2 separate regions of the Nomascus leucogenys genome follow, and region 2 is linked to region 1. A link is a contact called in public Hi-C data. All regions are on one chromosome and are shown on one strand. The core of a region is the stretch at or near the end of the contact, and the rest is flanking DNA. Distances in the headings are between cores, read along the strand shown.

Region 1 (2,700 bases), core at 167-2,666:
GTTTCCTAGTACATAGGCTTTTGCTTTTGTAATTCTACAAAGTGAAGTTCCATACTATCCCTTGCTAATAGAATAATGAGAATCACACATGCTACCCCCACACATTTGTCTTGGAGTGACCTCTGTCTGCCATAAAATAATAGATTCATAGTATTGTGCTTTGAAAAAAGTGCCTCAGAAGTACTGGCAATGCAATTTTTCTATAAACTCAGCTGCCTGAGAGAGAGAGAGAGAGAGAGAGAGGTAGAGGAAGAGGGAGAGAGAATCCATCTGGACAATTAGAATATTTCACTCCCAATATCATAATATCCTGAATTTTAATGGGATTATCTTGCTTTGGTGCAAACTTAAGCTGAAAAAGAAAATAGTTTGTGGGAAAGTGAGGAATGCTGTAAATGTTTCCATATCAGATTTAAGAGAGAAAAACTGGCTTAGAATCTTATTAAATACTTCCCTATTGTCTCTCAGTTTTAATAGTTAAATTGGTTCCATGTGTAAGAGAGTTTGTATAACTAGATTTTTCGTGCAAAACAGAAATACTATTTACAATATAGCTTTTTGGTATGTGGATGCGTGTGGACAAGGGAGGAGAGAACAAGCCACCATAAAAGAAAGATTCCCTTTGTTGGCTGATTTACTGATGTTTTTTAAACATCATTAAATCAGGCCCTTTGAACTCACCAGAGAAGAAAATCCTTCCTCTGCATTAGTTGTCAAATAAGTTTAGGCTTAGTTTCATGCTCAAATGTAATAAATCTTCATTTGAGCAACTCTAGTCCCATCCTTCAATTTTGCTTTTGTTTAATTAACAACAAAATTCCAATACCATTTGGATTGCTTCTTGGGCAAAGGGAGAGAGCCAGCCATAACATTTATAATCGGGGGAGCACTTGTTCTGCTCATCGTAAAAGTGCATTGGCCAAATGTCACGCGGCAGCGGAGTACTGAAAGGAAACGTAAGACGTTCATCAGTTTCAGTAGATTATATACCCCTTTGCTTCATATGAGTGCTCAGCCTGTGTTCATGTAAATGGAGTTATAAGAGCACAGGGAGGCTTAAAGGGAATTTCTGGCCCATAGATTCTTCCCCCCACCTGATTCATGTGCAAATGCAAGACTCCTCACCACTTTGAAAATACTGTATGTGTTGGTAGTATGTCCAACTCTAATAAATACGATTCAGTAGTTTTGAAGAACTTGGCCTTTCTTTTTACCAAATGAAATTGGAATTCGATCTCTGATCTCATTGTAAGGACCCACTGCCTGGTATCCCTTCACTGGGATTTTTGTACCGTTTTTGTTACCTGTGATGGGAAGGATTGGGAGAAGGTGATGGCTGGATCTTGAAAAGAGAAAACCCAAATGGTTGCCAGTACTGAGCAGAGTGCTTATCTGGCAAGAAGGGATCACTTCTTTTAAAGACAAAGAGGATTTCTGAATCCATTTATCCATGGGAGGAGGGAGAAGCCTGGACCCTCCATGAAGTAGAGAGTATTTTAAAAGCACGATTTTCATGGGCAGCCTCTTGATTTTATATATTTCAATCACATTACTTGAGATACAAAGCAACATCATGCACAAGTAAACCCTTTTGCCCACGATTTGAATTGAGAACCATATAATTTATTTAGTGCTGCCCAGTCATGAAATAATGTAATTTCTAAACAGAAATAGTCATTTAAAAATATACAGTATGTCATCTAAACCTTAGCTCTTTAATATGTAGTAGATATACTTGTAAATATATTAATAATTCTCATTAGTGTCCTTTTCCTCCTATCTTTCCCTCCCACTCAAGTGAAACACAATAAAAATGGATGAGATCAGCAAGGTGATAATTGCAAAGCACCTACAATAGCACCCAGCCACTTTGTTATTTGCTCTGGGGTACCTAGGAAAATAATATTCATAAATGGCCATTTACTGGGGAAAAGAAGTTACTGGATGGATAGATGGATGGATGGGTGGACGGATGGATGAACAGATTTGCAGAGGTAGATGTAGGGTTCAGTTTTAAAAATCTCTTAAATTATTGTAGGGATCAACAAAACCCCTTATGTGGAACAAATTTCCTAAGAATACTCTGTCATGGAAATGTTTTCTGCATACATTTTTACTATTTACAGCATTTATTAGTAAGAAATCAAGGCTGCCTTTATATATTTCATATTTAATAATTTTAAAACCATAATTAGACATTCAGAGTCAGCAGCTACACCATTTTTATGTTTCTCTACTTAAAAAATAGTTTTTTCGGAGCCATCCACCAGTGACAAGTCAGGTGTGAACTGACATTTGATAGTATCTCAAAGACCACATACAGACCCTCTGAGGAATGATTTACAAGTTCTGTCTCCCTCATCTAGCTATTCTACTGAAGATAACTCCCTTCCATCCCAACCTTTTGACTCATGAACCAAGAGAGTCGTAGTCAGAGCTTTTACTATCCGTCAGTATTTTGTGTGACATGATAGAACATGATTTTTCTGTTAATTGTCAAGAGTGCTATGTCAAGAGATAGGAGGTCTAAATAGATGGATAATAGCATATACCATCCAATGGGCAAAATGCAAGGAAGCAGCTGAAATCTTTTGTTTCTGGATTTTCTTTTTGGAATGAAATTTGTTAGCCCTCATCATATTTTCAGGAAATAATATGATAACTTTAAAAATCTTTGCTCCTGTCAAGGATTATTATTGT
Region 2 (2,700 bases), core at 14-2,513, 330 kb before region 1:
GATCTCCCCTCCTCATTTGGAAAGTCATGATCACCATAACCATCTGGTAGGGTCTGTTGTGAGTACCAAAATGAAAGGTGGAAGCATTTGGCCCAACACCTGATTCAGAGCAAGTGCCAAAGAAACATTAGTGCCCTCCCCTTCACCAGAGCTTCTTCCTGGATGGCCCACTGACCCCCGGCGTCCTCTGATATTTCTGGGGTCACCCAGAAGGTGAGTAATCACTTTACGATGTCTGAGATTTTTAGTCTTGACTGCTTTTGTTTTCTAAATGATGGAACTCCCAAGCCTTGGTTTCCGTGGATTTGCTCTCGTTTCTTAATCACATTCACAGATTACTTCCCAGTCAAGTGAGATGTTCAATAGAAAATTTATTCCAGGACACCGTGGTTTTAGTGCACAATTAAAGAAAAAAAAACATGGGAAAGAAGCCAGCTGGACTATGAAATATTCATTTGCATCACAAATATTTACTGCGTTCTGTGTGCCAGGTACTGTGATAAGTCTTGGAGACAGAACAGTGGACATGGTAGATAAAATTCAAATCCTGAAGGCAATTCCATGAACCACAAATAGAAAGCACACCTTTGTATTTCTTGTCATGGCTATAGATCTGACTGGGGATGTATGTAAGGAGGAGTGGCTGCCTGGTTCTCACAAAGCATGGCGGTGGACTTAGTGAATTCATTCTCTGTGGCTAGGAGCCTGCATTCCCCCTCACCTCCCCATGGGCAAGCACTTTGGGAAAGCCCTTTCCCCAAAGCCTCCCGCCCTTTCTCTCGCAGTCTGACATTGCAGTTTACATTTGGTGCTTCTTGAGTCCAAAACAATTTCTTAATTCAACAAATGATCACACATCATTCCCTGGCCGTGTAAAGTACAGCAAATTAGCACAGCCAAAGCAGGAAATATTTGCTCTGAATGTGCACCCCTCTTTGTTTTCACAGCCTCTTCCCAGTCAATGGAGTGCAGATCATCTATTGCCAGACACCATGGTATACACTAGGGTTACAGAGGTGAATAGGCATGGTCCCTTTCCTACAAAACTCACAGTGTGAAAGGGAGACAGACATTAACAGAAACACTTAATCCACTGGACTGAGTTCCATAGGAAGCAGTGACATGGCAAAAGGAGTGGTCAATTGTTTGGAGGGAACTATGAGATGGAAAAAAGGGGAAAGATAATTTTCAAAAGACAAAACAGCATGCATATAAAGGAATAAATATTTTTTGTTGAGACCCCCTTTAATAGACTCTAATTCTACAGCTGTTACTTTGACACCCTGTACAGTAAATCCATAGTATTTAAGCAGATTCTATAGTCATCCAAATATTTGCCTGTAGCCATTCTTTAACCGTGTCTGCTGCTAACAAATGCCAGCAAAGCACAGCATTGTCTTTGTTTTAACATTTGCCTTAAAATAGGGCCACCTTTCTGTTTTCCACCTGACTCACAGTGAAACAGAAAGACCCGGAATGAAGTAAGTCATTTGGCGTCCTGAGATAAAGGACAGCACAGCCTGTCACGTGGCAGTCACGGGGGAAGTTGTACTGACAGTCTCTTAGAAATGCAAAAACAATAAGGGGACTTGGCAACCAGAGTGGAATACCAAGACGTTGGCCAATTTCCTCTAGGCTTTCCTAGGAGAGGTGGATGTAGGAGGCTGGGGTGGAGGGGCTGATCACAGGCTTGCTCTACTGGCTCTAGAAACCAGAGGTGTAACCGGGAGCTCTCTGTAACTTTCCAGGTGGTGAGCACGGAGGCCGTGGACATGGCAGGGATTTCCATGTCCACACCAAGGGCCACTCCCTGAGCCTGAGCATGAGGTGGTGAGCTCTGAGCTCACTCCTGAATCCCAGCACATAATCACTTAGAAGCCAGGGAAAGAGGAAGTCCTCCAAAGCATGGCTGCCCTTACCCAGTGTTTTGTGGAGGCTACTTTAGGCAGATTATCAGTAAGAATAAACCCTATAGTGCTATAATGGGCAAGCAGTGATACCTTTTCAAAGCACTATTTTTTCCAAATTGAACTTTTTTCTAAAACTAAATTATGGTAATGGTTGTACTACTCTATACATTTATTAAAAATCAGTAAATATCATTAAATTGGATGCTTATAATGTGTGGATTTTGTGGTATATAAACTATGCCTCAGTAAAGCAGTTCTAAAAAATTTTTAAATCACACCTGTTAATGGATTCCCCAAACACTGTTTCTCTAGCACCTAGAGGTATTGATTTTTTTTGTTTTGTTTTGTTTTGTTTTTGAGATGGAGTCTTGCTCTGTCACCCAGGCTGGAGTGCAGTGGCACGATCTCTGCTCACTGCAAGCTCCGCCTCCCGGGTTCACGCCATTCTCCTGCCTCAGCCTCCCGAGGAGCTGGGACTACAGGCGCCCGCCACCATGCCGGGCTAATTTTTTGTATTTTTAGTAGAGACGGGGTTTCACCGTGTTAGCCAAGATGGTGTCAATCTCCTGACCTCGTGATCCACATGCCTCGGCCTCCCAAAGTGCTGGGATTACAGGCGTGAGCCACCATGCCCGGCGAGGTGGTGATTTTTTTGTTTTTGTTTTGTTTTGTTTTGTTTTTTGAGGCATGGTCTCCCTCTATTGCCCAGGCTGGATGGAATAGAGTGGTGTGATCATAGCTCACTATAGTCTTGAACTGCTGGGCTCAAGCAAGCCTCTCATCTCAGCCT

Evidence for each region. A called contact is a pair of places that touch in the nucleus more often than the background predicts.
Region 2: a Hi-C map of a lymphoblastoid cell line shows a contact between it and region 1, with 7 times the contacts expected there. The contact joins two enhancer-like sites. A contact is called at or near these places in 2 of 4 Hi-C or Micro-C datasets (both in a lymphoblastoid cell line).

What each region holds. Positions count from the first base shown.
Region 1 is chr6:79,825,062-79,827,761 of Asia_NLE_v1, reverse strand. All of the region lies in intron 2 of RORA (nuclear receptor ROR-alpha), which reads left to right. Among named protein-coding and RNA genes, the nearest start is that of ICE2, 110 kb to the right of the region's middle. Within about 2 kb of position 1,416, the one cell type or tissue checked has an H3K27ac peak away from gene starts, as active enhancers do. A contact at or near this core is called in a lymphoblastoid cell line, where this site is marked.
Region 2 is chr6:80,151,109-80,153,808 of Asia_NLE_v1, reverse strand. The region is part of intron 1 of RORA (nuclear receptor ROR-alpha); the gene reads left to right. Among named protein-coding and RNA genes, the nearest start is that of RORA, 310 kb to the left of the region's middle. Within about 2 kb of position 1,263, the one cell type or tissue checked has an H3K27ac peak away from gene starts, as active enhancers do. A contact at or near this core is called in a lymphoblastoid cell line, where this site is marked.